Regions from separate parts of the Mus musculus genome. Here regions 1, 2 and 3 are each linked to region 4. A link is a contact called in public Hi-C and HiChIP or PLAC-seq data. All regions are on one chromosome and are shown on one strand. The core of a region is the stretch at or near the end of the contact, and the rest is flanking DNA. Distances in the headings are between cores, read along the strand shown.

Region 1 (3,195 bases), core at 435-2,934, 390 kb after region 4:
AGCCACAGGCTCTACTTGTGGGGAGAACCTGAGGTCCGTTTTGTAAGAAAGAGACTCAGAGAGATTTATATGAATTCTGTCCCAAGGGACAGATCAGTCATAACCCAGGCTAAAAATCCCTTGACACTTGCCTAACACATCACACCTACAAAGGAGTACTCCAGCTGTGGTGGCATCTTCGGGTGGACTGAAGGTGTCACCAGTAAAGACAGTTGAATTCCAATTTTTCTCAGAAGATGGTTTTATTTGGAGTAGGGTCATGGCAGATATAATTGGTTAAAATGACGTCTGGTCGAGGTAGGAAGTGGGTCTCTCACCCGATATGACCTCTGTACTAACAAGAGGGCCATTTGGACACAGACACACACAGCAATCAGACAATATGAGAGGGCCACAGGAAAACCATGTGGTCTCCATAGTGATGGACCATAGTGATGGAGAGGAAGTCTGGATTGATGGATCTGCAGACCAAGGGAGGCCAAGTGCTGGCAAACACTGGCAGTGAGAAGAGGCAAGAGGGACTCTTCGCTGTGGGTTTCATGGTATGAATGTGACACTACTGTTTTTTAAGGACTTATTTGTCATTGTATGTGTATGGGTGTTTTGCCTGCATGCATGTCTGTGTACCATGTTGATGCCCAGTGCCCACAAAGGCCAGAGGAGGATGTTGAATCCCCTGGAACAGGAGGTACAGACAGTTGTGAGCCATCATGTAGGTTCTGAAAATTGAATATGGGTTCTCTGAAAGAATAGCCAGTGGTCTCAACACTGAGCTAGCCCTCCAGCCCTTGCCCTACTGTTATCTTGATTTTAGACTTTCAGTTGCTAAAACCGTAAACAAATGAACTTCTTGGAGGAATCTTGTTGTTTGTTCAGTTTTCTGAGACACTATACAAAATAGCTTGTTTGTTTGTGTTTGAGGCAGTGTCTCACCACGTGACTCTGGCTGGCTTGGAACTCTCTATGTAGACCTGCCTCTGCTGGGATTAAAGAACGCACTACCGAAACTAGCTTTTTCTTTTTAGATTTACTTGTTGGGATTGGAGAGACATACATGTAAATAAAAGAGTTTAAAAAAATCAAAACTATTCAGTTATTTTATGTGTATGGCTGTTTTTCTGCATGTATGTATGTATGTATGTATGTAGTATGTATGTAGTATGTATGTATGTATGTATGTATGTATACCATCTGCCTGCCTGGGGGCCAGAGGAACACATTGGATTCTCTGAGACTAGAGTTACAAGTGGGTGCTGGGAACCAAACTCGGGTCCTTAGTAAGCAAAGCCAAAGTTCTTAACCACTGAGCCATCCCTCTTTCTAGCCCCGATGAGACGGGGCTTTTCTGTGTAGTCCAGGTTAGCCTCCAACTCTATCCTCCTGCCTCAGCCTCTGCATGTTGGGATTACAGGCATCACCATATACTGATGAGCTTCTGCCACCCAGTTTGTTACAGCGGCCACAGGACACCTGATATGACACCGGCTTGAGGGAGGAGGTCTCTAAGAGGAAAGAAGCTTACATGAGCTGCACCAAGGGGTACAGAGGGTTCCACTCCTAGGCCAGTGATCCTCTAAAAATACTGCTCCTGCTCTTGGCTCTCCAGCCATTGTGTATCTCCCACAGACCGCAATCGCTCCACCCTGCTGGGTGTTCCTTTGTGAAACCTTATCTGTCCTTCCTCTCCCAGCGGGGCTAAGCTCAGACCTTCCATAGCTGGAGTGTGGCAGTGGGTTTGTTGCCCCAGCTCCCCTTTTCCAGACCATTAGTCATCAACATTGCTTTATCAACGCTCCCTGTGAATCAGACTCATGCTGAGTGCTGGGTTCCCAACCGTGCACAGTCACACACAACCCCCAATCCCACCCCCGCCTGGGACAATACCCCTGTTAGCCGGCTGCCCCCCTCGGGGTCTCCACCCTCTCCGTCACCAACAGGACCCTGTTCTGCTCAGGCCCCTTTGTCTTTCACAGGCAGGGACAGACACACCTGCCTGTTGACACACACCAGTTCAATACAGACCAGTGAACTTGGAGAGAGCACACCACCCTCTACCGAGGAAGAGTCTGCACTGCACAGGGTGGAGGTGGCTGCAGTCTAGAACAGAATGGAAGGTCACCATAGGAACCAAAGATGGTCTAGAAACAAAGTCAACAAGGACACGTCTAGGACTCCTCTAAGGGTTGCCACAATTGCTTTTACTCTTCTCTCCTTTCACCCTCCCTGGGTTGGGTTGCACTGAGTTGCCCAGGCTGGCCTCAGACTGACAGTGGAGCCCAGGTTTGCCTGGAAGTTGTGATTACCTGACTTTACCCTCCCAAGTACAAAGACCATGCTCATCTCCCTACTGGTGTATCCGAGCCCTCGGAACCCCGATGGGTATCACAGTTGCCCGGTGGTGTAATTAAGGACCACAGCTTATAAGCTGTGGTCCTTTCATATCAGAAACGAAAAGACGCAAAGGGCTGAGTGTGTTCGATTATGTCAGCAATCCCAGAATGCACGGAGATAAGCAGGAGGATTGCTACAAGTCTGAGCCGAGGCTGGATCACACTGTGAGACTGTGCAGAAACAACACAAACAACACAACACAAACCAAATCCTACAGCTCAAGGAGGATGTGTCTATCAAACTTGGCAGAACCAAAAAATTTCTTTTACCTGTAAGTAATTTATGCTCGGCTAAAACATCAGACTCAAACTAGAACACATTCCACTATTCGTTCTTATAGAATTCATTATAGACAAAACTAATTTATGGCGATACACATCAGCTCTGTGACACAGCTGTGGGGGTTATCTACTGATGAAAAGGACGGGGACGGGGGATAGGCTCTTGGAACAGTTCTGTGTCGTCAAAAACACATCAAACCAGACACTTACGATCTGTTCACATGACTGTTGGTAAATTTTATTTTGATTTAAATGAAAATCATATACAACAAAAAAGAAAGAGGGCATTTCCTTTTTATTTGTAAGGAAGTCTAGATTTTCAGAAGACTGCAGGGGACTGCGGGATCCTATTTCCTTCTCTGAATCTCGCCAGGCCTATTTAGGACCCTGTCCAGGCTTAGTACAAAGATGCAGGTGGAAGAAAACAGAGCAGCAACCTCAGCCCTAGGACCACGGAGCCTGGCTCTTTCCAGCTTTGTAAGGCAGAGCTCTGCCTCAGAGGCAACTAGGCAGAGAGCTCCCG
Region 2 (3,331 bases), core at 18-2,517, 300 kb before region 4:
TGACCACAAAGGAGATAACCAAAGTACTAACATTCTGGCTTGCTAGAAATTTGGCCCAAAGTAAAACACAAGGAAACTTAACTACTCAATCTTATTTGGGGTAAATGTATATGAACTAGTAGTTGGAGGTTTTGTTTGCTTGCTTGCTTGCTTTTGTTTTTTGAGACAGAGTCTCATGTAGCCTAGGATAGCCTCAAACTCATTATGTAGCTGAGGATGACCCTAACACTCGATCTTGCCACCTCCACACTGGCACCACCACTCCTAGCTAGACGTTTAAATAAAAGTTTATGGAACTTCAACTCTCTCCTCCCTTGCCTCTTCTCTAATTAGAATGTTGAACTTTGGCTGATGTCCAGATTTAGAAGCAGACAGTAAGGTGACAACTGTGCCATGCTAAAGCTTGCAGCCCAAAGGGGCTGGCTCACTCTCATAGAAGACCTCTTTAAGGAACAATGCCTACATTCTTAGACCACCAACACATGGCCACTTCACTCCAAGGCTAGTTCCTTGACTCCAAAGGGGAGAATGATCTCATAGTGATGTAGGTGGAGAGAGCAGGGTAAAAATCTAGGTAACTTGCTGTAAGTCAAGCCTCCCCAAAAGAATGCCAATTTTGCCATTGTGATAGTTTGTATATGCTTGGATCAGGGAGTGGGACTATTAGGAGGTGTGGCCTTGTTGGAGTAGATGGGTCACTGTGGGTGTGGGCTTTAATACCTTAGTCCTTAGCTGCCTGGAAGTGAGTATTCTGCTAGCAACCTTCAGATGAAGATGTAGAACTCTCAGCTCCTCCTGCACTGTGCTTGCCTGGATTCTGCCATGTTCTCACCTTGATGATAATGGACTGAACCTCTAAACCTGCAAACCAGCCCCAATTAAATGTTGTCCTTATGAGAGTTGCCTTGGTCATGGTATCTCTTCACAGCAGTAAAACCCTAACTAAAATAGCCAACCCTAGGAAATAAAAAAAAAAAAACAAAAAAACAAAAAAACCAAAACCCACCAATTCTCAAGGTGGGGGGACCTCCCACCAAGGGCTCTCATAGCCCGGGGGAAATAAAGAAATCAGGCACCCAGAAACAATTGATAAATAAATCTGCCATCATTTGGTGAATGCCCTTCCTGAAACTGGCCCCATGAGAAGACCCTAAGGAATAATAAAGTCATCCTTTTCTGCTTCTGAGCCTTCTAGAGTCTAGGGGCTACTCAGTGAATCACAGGAGGTTTGGAAATGTTCTGAGCTCCATGCATGGCCTCTGACTCATCTCTCCACCTCACTTGTTGACCTATGGCAGAATTTTCACTGGGCACTCAGGAGACCGCAGAGAAGCTAAGCTATGGAAAGTTAACTATTAAACTTAGAGAAGGGCCTTCTCAGCTTGTTTTAAAGGTGGAGTTTTTGGAAAGAGGACTTGGCTAGGGATCACAACAGGATTCAGGCAGAGAATGGTGCTCCACTGGGCTTCAGGATCCAAACTTGGTCCTTTCTAGGTAAATGGTGTTGGGGGCAATCCCAGGAGCAATTATCGTCTATTGCTGAGTCTTGGCTTCTCCCCACTTGTTACCTCCTCTCTCTGAGATTGAATTCCCGTGTTTGGAGTGAGGCGGAGGCACTGCATAGAACCTCAACTGCACTTGGGGAAGCAGAGGGTAAGAAAGATCAAGAGGAGAGAGGCAGAAGAATCAAAGGCCTGTTGGGGGCATCCAGGAGTCCCAGATAGCCACAGCACTCCCTAAAATGCAATATTCACAATACAAATATCCCTTCTCTTGGGTTTTCCATCCCTACCAGTAACAGGATTGGGATGAGAAGAGAGGTCCAGGCCATAGTGAGATGCATACAATGTAAAACCATACAAAGTTAGCATAGAGTTCGGGGAAGCCCAGAGAACCACAGACTTCTCAGTGTATATCTTACCAGGACCTGAGAATCCTGTCTTGCTGAGGGCAGAAATTTCATTACTGCTTGGGGTCGGTGTGGTGTGGGAACACATCAAGGTCTCTTTCCCCCCGCCCCACCTTGGAGATGGGGCAGGCTCCTCCAGGTGTCTGTTCCAGTAGGATAAGTGAGGTGGGGAGGGGAGCAGAATGCAAAATCTGTCCTGGATGACGGATCATCAGTCACCTCTGGCACTTCACCCCAGGTTGGCTTCATAGGGGCTTTGAAAGAGGGTGGCATCTTATGATGTCATAGGGTAGTACTCCATGGTATGAAGATGATTCCCCGGGAGAAAAACCATAAAGTTCTATGAGAGATTTGTAAGTGTTTCATGAAAAGCAAATATATAGGTATCATCAAATAATTAAGTTTAATTGCTGTAGTAATTAAGCCAAAAAGTCCTAATTCTCAGGACCTTTTAGACACTAACATGACCCCATGACTCTAAGAAAGGGACATAATATGCAATGTCTTCCAAAGTGTATTTTAACAGGAAGCACTTTGGCACAGCATAGGTCAAGATTAATGGAACACAAAACACATTTTATATTCTATATGTCACAGGGGAGACTCTCCAATGTCTTTGGTAGTTGTCTTCCAGTGTCATGCTCTGTGAGACCTCCCCATCACTCTGCACTTACTGATCATGGCTCTGTCAGGGCCCCATAACCTTCACTGTCTTTTGCTTTTCTCCTTTCTCCTATGCAAATTTCCCAGGCCTCTGTCAGAAGTATTGGATTGGACAGAGAAGGCCCAGGGTGAAAGTGAAGCTGAAGGCCAAGACAAAGCAAGACTTGGAAGCACTCATTGGTTAGGGGTCGTGGAGAGAGAACAATGGAGTCAGAGGTGTTGGCCATCTTGCTATGGAGTTGGAGTTGTCTTTCTTTTATAAGCAGCCATCATTGGACGGGAAGAGGACAAACAGAGAGGGATATTTACAAGTGAGAGGCAAAGAGAGAGCCAGAGGGCCAGAGGGCTCCACCCACGGAAGAGCCACAGCCTGCCAAAGTGGCTCCCTCTGCCTTCAGCAGCAGTTCTCCCTTCATGGGAGGTTGTGGGTTCCCAAACTTGGTTCCATCAGACTCTACAAAATGGTTTCCCTCCAGCCTGGTAGCCCCCGGCTGATGTCGGGAGATGAGGGTCACTGAAGGGAAGCCATAGGTCTCTAGCCCAGGAGGCTGCCCAGCCTCAGAAGCTTCCAGAATAAGATCCACATCTGAGAAAGCCACCAGCGCTTGGGTGGAGTCGCAGGAGCTCTTCTCCAGCTCACCGGCTGCAGCGTAGGCTAGGGGCCCTGGGGACCGAGGGCTTGGCCAGAGCCGCCGAAGGTCATCCCGGAAGTGAGGGTTGAAGAGCAGGTAGAGCAGTGGGTTGAGGCAGGCAGGCAGA
Region 3 (3,320 bases), core at 555-3,054, 420 kb after region 4:
GTCACACATGTGGAGGGCAGAGGACAGCTTTACAGAATTGAGTCTTTCTTTCCACAGTGGTGTTTGAGGCATTGAACTTGGGTTGTCAGGTTTGGTGGTTAGTGCCTCTCTCCAGTGAACCATCTCACCAGTCTGCACCTGGAGTTTTATGTGTGTGCTGGGGGATGAGCTCACACCCCCATGCTTCTGCAGCATAGGTTTTATTTACTAGTCAAACCAGCCCCAAAGAGCCAGGCTGCTAAAGCAGTGTTTCTCAACCTGTGGGTCGCGACCCCCATACCAACCCTCTATCTCAAAAAAATATTTACATTAGGGTTCATAACGATCACAGAATTACAGTTATGAAGTAGTAACAAAAATAATTTTATGTTTTGGGGCTCACCACAACATGAGGAACTGTTAAAGGGTCGCAGCCTTAGGAAGGTTGAGAACCACTGTAAAAACCCTCCACACTTCTGGCTTCCTGGAAGAGCCTGGATTCTGAGCTCCACCCTGAAAAGTTCTGGGCTCCATTGGCCAGAAAGGGAAATTGGCTGCAGTCCAGGGGCTGGGGTGCTACCCAGAGAAGAAGATCTCTTCCCCCATTCCTATGCTGTAGACCAATGAAACTGCAAGGGCCGAGGTGGCCGCTGTGGCATTTCCAGGGTAAAAGGGCTCTGTCAAAGCTGATCTGAGTCTCTCCAACCTTCACTCGTGCCTTTTCAGGCACTCCCCCGAAATCCGAGGTGTGCTTTGGTGACTGATGGGCCAAGCTGTGACTGCCGCCTTCTTGTTAGTACAGATGTGCTTTGCAGCAGCTGTGACGGAAAGCCACACCTGTTGTCTAGATCAGCTGCTGTAACTCTACTCCTAGGAAAGCAGGCTAGTGAGAGGCCTCTTCCAAGTCCCCCTTTTCAAAGGCATGTGGAAAAGCCGGCATCTGCCCGTCACAGCAGCAGGGGAGCCTGCTTGGAAGGTCGTGGGGCCCTGGGAATCCCAGTCACTAACTGGAGTCTTCCAATTCAGCTTTACCCCAGCTGTACGCGAGCCAGAGCCCCTTCCTCGCTCCCCCATCACGTCGGAGTGGGGAAAACTGAGAAGCAGGAAGATGGCAGGGAGTCCTGCTGCTTCCAAGGAACCAGATGTTTCTAGGATCTCTGATTTCCCTGGGGACCTTCATATTTAACAAGGTGGCCTGAGCTGGAAGGATTCGGCACAAATTAGCGAACTGCAAAATGGACTGGGGACGTGAAAAAAAAAAAAAAAAAGACACCAGGGCTACGGATGAATCGGGAAGCTGAGCAGAGCTTGCTTTTCCCGGGCATCAGTCACGGAGACGCTGGCCATAGAGATCTGACACTACTACGAGAGAATTTGTTCCACTGAGCAGCGTTGGGTGTGACGGAGTTGGCGTTAGTGAGACCGGAACACCAGTCATTCCCAGAGCCTGGGGAGGCATGAGTCCCTCGCTGACATCCTGGGTACTGGGTAGAATCCAGAACCCCCAGGTCTTTGAGAAAATCTCAGCAAGATAAATCCAGGCTACACACTCTCTGTCACCTAGACCCACAAAGTAAGGCGCACGTGCCAATACACATTAAAAACCTGGCGGTGAAAAGCAGATGGTAAGCTGGCATTGCTGATGTCTGCGGTATACGCTCACATCCACATCAGCGCTTTTAATGACCACACGTCACTTCACGTTCAGGGGAGGAATCTCGGCCGGCATATTAGAATGGTGCCAAGGCCTCAGCAGGACAGCACCCTCTAATCCCCCAGCAGCCCTGGCAGCGCCCGGAAGAGATGGCGCATGTGGCAGGCAGCGCCCCGCCAGATGTAGGACACTGCTGACCCCTGCTGGTGTGGGCGCGTCTGCGGAGGAGAGCCCTAGGGAGAATTCAGACTGGAAAAAACTCGCAATCCGTCTGGGAGGGGTAGGAAGAAATACCCCAGCTCAGAATCTCCCCATCTGGAGATCCTTTGAAGAGACAAAGCAGACTTTAGAATAAAACCCAGACTGGATTTTCTGAGGGGAGTGCGACAAACTAGCGAACGAGTCCTCCCTCCAGCTTCTGTGGCCTGGAAAACCCTGGGGCCAGTTCTCTTGACGCTAAATTAGGAACCGGAACCGGGTGGTGGTGGTGCATGCCTTTAATCCCAGCACGTGGGAGACAGAGGCAGGGGGATTTCTGAGTTCGAGACCAGCCTGGTTTACAGAGTGAGTTCCAGGACAGAGAAGAAGCCCTATCTCAAAAAAAAAAAAAAAAAAAAAAAAAAAGGAAGGAAGGAAGGAAGAAAAGAAGAAAGAAAAATAAAAACTAAATTGGGAAACTTGGCAACACCCACTGCCAAATGCAATCATCAGGGAGACAAAAATAAAAGGGGGTGGAGGCGGGAGAAGGGAGAAAGACAACTTTCTCAAGTAGCTCAATAGTTTTCAGCCAGAATCATTATCTCTTTGCCTCCCCACCTCTTTCCAGAGTAGTTTCCTTATTTCAGCACAGAGACTTTGTATTTCAGCTTGATTTCTGGTGCTGTGACATTTTACCTTCCTTTCTGTGAGAGATGTTGCTATCATGGTATCTGGGTGCCTCCTGCTAAGAAACCTGGCATCTAGAGTATTTGCATCCGGTCTGAACTTTTTTTTCTTTTTCTTTTTTCTTTTTTTTTAAAGATTTATTTATTTATTTATTATATGTAAGTACACTGCAGCTGTCCTCAGACGCACCAGAAGAGGCATCAGATCTCATCACGGGTGGTTGTGAGCCACCATGTGGTTGCTGGGATTTGAACTTCGGACCTTCGGAAGAGCAGTCGGGTGCTCTTACCCACTGAGCCATCTCACCAGCCCTGAACTTTTTTTTCAAACTCATTTTACAAACAGGCAAAACACAGAACCCAACTATCCCAGGATCTCTACTGAAATAATCACAGGGACCCAAGGGGCAATTAGGGCCCTGCCAGTTCCAACAAACGCAGTCCAGAGGCCCCAGGCAGACGCAAAAGCCACCCATTGCTAAGTCTCTTTCTCTACCCAGAACTGGGTTAACAAGAACCTGCGTTCACCCCTACTGAACACTAAACACCATTGAGGGTGTATACGCAGTCCTCTACGCTGCCACCGTGTGGCCTCCTCTGGGTACTGCACTGAATTCACTCCTATCAAGGAACTGTGGCTTCTCACAACAGCCTCTAACCTGCTTGTTCCACTTCTCACCTCCTTATCATTCTCTCTTTTGTGTTATGCTGAGCATGGAACCCAAGGCCTCGAACATAAGTGCACACTCTACCATCAAACTACATCACTAGCCTCCAGTTCTCAATTTGACATCTGCAGCATT
Region 4 (3,257 bases), core at 544-3,043:
TCAAACAAACAAACAAAAGATAGTGGAAGGATAATGAGCAGGGTTTCCTAAGATGTGCAAGGCACTTGTCTAAATGTTTGACAACATCCGGTGAACGTCTAAACCTAGGCACCTGATACGGGCCAGGCATGATGGCACACTGCCAGGAGTCCCAGCACCCAGGAAGCTGAGGCAGGAGGATTACAAACTCAAAATAGATTCTGTTGTTAACTTTGACAACTTTAGAGTATGCAAATTTAGGGAGGGTTTAATTTTCCAATCCTGTTTAATTTCTAGCTCCCACTGAAAATTAGGACTCAAAATATAGCAGAGGAACCAAAGATATTTCCCAATGTCCAGCTTCCGCCCAGGCACCGACGGGAACTTGGCTTTGCTTTTGGTGCTAGGTTAAACCATGGTGCTTTCAGTTTCCCAACAAGTTCTATCGCAAGGCTCGCTTATTCCTCCAATCAAAGGAGGAAGTCAAGTGCTCTTTGGGTCAGTAAAGGGGAACTGTTAGCTGGATAAGCAAGCTCCAATAGTCTGCCAACAGCTTTGGTGAACCTTGTAACCCAGCCTAAGGCTGTCACTCTTACAAATGTCCGCTATGAATAGTTACCTAAACTTCCAATATTCATCCAACTCTGAAAACCTTAAGACTTAAGAGCCAACCGTTATTGAGAAGGCTGAATTATTATAAAGTCTAGAGTACTCTAATTACACATTCCCATTTTTGCTCGGATTCTTTTAAGTCAATAGCAGGATTTCAAAGGAGGAAGTAAAAATGCTTCTCGGGCTGTTTTAACCTGTGCAACCAAAAGGGCTTGCTAGCACATGAAAGGACCCTGTCAGCATCCAGCTAATTAACCAACACTGTCCAGGCTCCAGCAAGGAGAATTATAAAACAAAACAAAAAGCAAAGTTTGCGAAGCAAGTTTCTCATCCTGAAAAGACAGAGGCTAGCGGACAAGTCGGTCCAGCACGTGTGTGTCAGAGGTGAGGCAGGGCAATCTAAGGCAAATAATCCCGACAGAGACCAGGAAGGCAGGAAGGAAGGACGGGTAGGAGGAACAAAGCACCGGCTGGAGAGGTTCGAGCCCAGGAATGGGGAGCACGGGGCAGGAATCCAAAGCCGGCTTCTGGGGAAGAGAGTAGGGGCACGGGGATCTCCCGCGGAAGCTGCGGAAGCAGAGCCAGATTTCCTGCTCTCCATCTCTGGGCTGCTTAGGAGCAGCAGGCTGGCCAAGGGGGCTGAGAGAGGCCGGTGGCCCGGGCGCCCCGCGCGCACTCACCCCGGGTCCCTCCCCGACGCGGTAGGTGAGCTCCAGCTCGAAGCGATCGGCGGCACCGCAGGGCTGCCGGAAGGCCACGCACAGGGCCTGGCCATAGTGCGAGAAGGGCTGTGTGTGGAAAGGCACGGGCTCTGCCGGCGCCTGCTGGTCTCCCGGCTGTCCCCGTCGCAGCGTCGCCGCCGTCACCTCCAAGCAGCTGTGCGAGTCGAGCCGCAGCTCCGAGGCGCCCTCGGGAAGCAAACAACGCAGCTCCAGCGTCGCCGTGCCGCTCAATCCGCGGCTTCCCGGACCCGGGCCCGGAGGCCCGAACTCGGCCCGCAGGTCCAGGTGCAGGTGCAGGATCTCGAAGGCGCGGAAGCTGGAGGCCGAGGCCACGTCCACGGCTTGGGCCGAGTGCAGTGGCCGCCGGGCGGCCGCGCTGTAGTTGCCTGGTCCGCCGCTCTCCATGGCTCCTGAGCGGTTGCTCACCCGCCAGGAAGGTCGGTCGCTCCTCGGGTCTTGGCAGGCTCCGCCTCGAGGCGACGCGCCACCATGCGCCCCGCCCTCCGAGGAATTCGGGCGGCCACAGCCCCTAACCCCCTGGGGCTGTCCCCTCCCTTGTGGCACACAACCCCTCTTCCTGCTTCACACAGGTTCCTGTGCTACCCTGAGACCGAAGTAGGTGGTGTGGTGGGTCACCCTAGTTCCAGGTCACCCTTGAGGATTCCCCATCTTCTAAGCAGTCTGCAAGATGCAGGGGACCAGAACCTGGATTGAAAGGCTCTGGGTTTGAAATTTCACTCACTCTCTCCACTAGGCCAGTCATTAGGACATGTGTGACATCTTGAATGAATTGTAAAACAGGAGTTGTAATGCTGTTCTTCCGTCAAGGAAGATGTCTAGCGTGCTTAGTAAATAGCCACACACACACACACACACACACACACACACACACACACACACAAACCCCCGCAACCCCAGGCACACAGATCTTTAACGCTTTTGTGTCAGGACCAGAGACGTTTTGTGGTTGTTATATATCTATATGTTCCCACTCAACTTAAATTTAGTTGTTTCTATTTTTAATTTTTTCTTTTGAAAAAATATGGATGGGTGTTCTGCCCGCACGTATGCCTAGTGCCTGCAGATAGAGTCGGACCCCCTGGAACTGGAGTTACAGACCTTGTAAGTTGTCATTGGATGCTGGGAACCAAACCAGGTCCTCTACAAGAGCAGCCAAGGACTCTCAACCGCTGGGCCATCTCTCTACCCTCAAGTTAGATTTTTAAATGAGTTCATTAAGACTAGTTAAACTCCCTAGCTATTGAAATCATGCAACTTTAAAAAAAATTATTGTGTTACTATGTAGCCCAAGGTAGTCTCAAAATAGCCATCCTACATCAGCTTGAGGAGTTATGGGATTACACCCTTCCTAGATAATATTTGTTTATCAATGCTGGAGATCAAATGTAGGGCCTTAAGTACCCTAAACAAGCACTCTGCCTTTGAGCTACACCCTCATCCCTGCACGCATGGAAATGCTTAGTCGCCCATTGCATGTTCTTTGTATTTTCCTTGTGTGGCTCAGTTTGAGCTGGACACAGCGCTACATTTTGTTTCTCTTCTGTGACAGTGCCTTGCAGAGGCAACAAATGAAGAGATTAAGTGTAGCCATTTCCTAGGGATTGAAACTTTTCAGTCTTTTTTTTTTTTTTTTTTTTTTTTTTTTTGGTTTGTGGAGACAGGGTTTCTCTGTATAGCCCTGGCTGTCCTGGAACTCACTTTGTAGACCAGGCTGGCCTGGAACTCAGAAATTTGCCTGCCTCTGCCTCCCGAGTGCTAGGATTAAAGGTGTATGCCACCACACCCGGCACTTTTCAGTCTTAAAGAAGAAAGAAGGTCATACAATTTAGGTAGCTCAGAATGTGACAAGGTTCTCGAGGTTATAGAAATAGGGACTATGGGCTGGAGAGGTGGCTCAGTGGTTAAGAGCACTGACTGCTCTTC

The links. A called contact is a pair of places that touch in the nucleus more often than the background predicts. HiChIP or PLAC-seq counts read pairs in DNA pulled down with a chosen protein or histone mark.
Region 1: a Hi-C map of embryonic stem cells shows a contact between it and region 4, with 3 times the contacts expected there. The contact joins the enhancer-like site here to the promoter of Rnpep in region 4. A contact is called at or near these places in 2 of 484 Hi-C or Micro-C datasets (both in embryonic stem cells), 1 of 115 datasets of contacts at active chromatin or transcription factors (pancreatic cancer cells) and 2 of 9 other capture datasets (adipose tissue and liver).
Region 2: a contact with region 4 is called in an HNF4G HiChIP or PLAC-seq map of pancreatic cancer cells. The contact joins the enhancer-like site here to the promoter of Rnpep in region 4. A contact is called at or near these places in 6 of 484 Hi-C or Micro-C datasets (the G1E-ER4 cell line and embryonic stem cells), 6 of 115 datasets of contacts at active chromatin or transcription factors (astrocytes, embryonic forebrain, embryonic stem cells and 3 more) and 3 of 9 other capture datasets (adipose tissue, liver and pancreatic islet).
Region 3: a contact with region 4 is called in an H3K4me3 HiChIP or PLAC-seq map of bone marrow-derived macrophages, with 3 times the contacts expected there. The contact joins the enhancer-like site here to the promoter of Rnpep in region 4. A contact is called at or near these places in 2 of 484 Hi-C or Micro-C datasets (both in embryonic stem cells), 5 of 115 datasets of contacts at active chromatin or transcription factors (astrocytes, bone marrow-derived macrophages, embryonic stem cells and 2 more) and 2 of 9 other capture datasets (adipose tissue and liver).

What each region holds. Positions count from the first base shown.
Region 1 is chr1:135,673,942-135,677,136 of GRCm38.p6, forward strand. It overlaps a transcript of Nav1 not described here. Among named protein-coding and RNA genes, the nearest start is that of Gm32835, 13 kb to the right of the region's middle. Within about 2 kb of position 1,685, at least 57 of the 459 cell types and tissues checked have an H3K27ac peak or open chromatin away from gene starts, as enhancers often do. A contact at or near this core is called in embryonic stem cells, liver and pancreatic cancer cells, where this site is marked.
Region 2 is chr1:134,984,059-134,987,389 of GRCm38.p6, forward strand. Lgr6 (leucine-rich repeat-containing G protein-coupled receptor 6) reads right to left here. Exons shown (of 18, transcript NM_001033409.3): 18 at 2,295-3,331. The coding sequence ends at 2,878. Among named protein-coding and RNA genes, the nearest start is that of Ube2t, 23 kb to the left of the region's middle. Within about 2 kb of position 1,268, at least 8 of the 459 cell types and tissues checked have an H3K27ac peak or open chromatin away from gene starts, as enhancers often do. A contact at or near this core is called in pancreatic cancer cells, where this site is marked.
Region 3 is chr1:135,697,722-135,701,041 of GRCm38.p6, forward strand. No RefSeq gene overlaps it. Among named protein-coding and RNA genes, the nearest start is that of Gm32835, 11 kb to the left of the region's middle. Within about 2 kb of position 1,805, at least 105 of the 459 cell types and tissues checked have an H3K27ac peak or open chromatin away from gene starts, as enhancers often do. A contact at or near this core is called in adipose tissue, bone marrow-derived macrophages and pancreatic cancer cells, where this site is marked.
Region 4 is chr1:135,282,291-135,285,547 of GRCm38.p6, forward strand. It overlaps Rnpep (arginyl aminopeptidase (aminopeptidase B)), which reads right to left and starts at 1,794. Exons shown (of 11, transcript NM_145417.3): 1 at 1,272-1,794. The coding sequence starts at 1,718.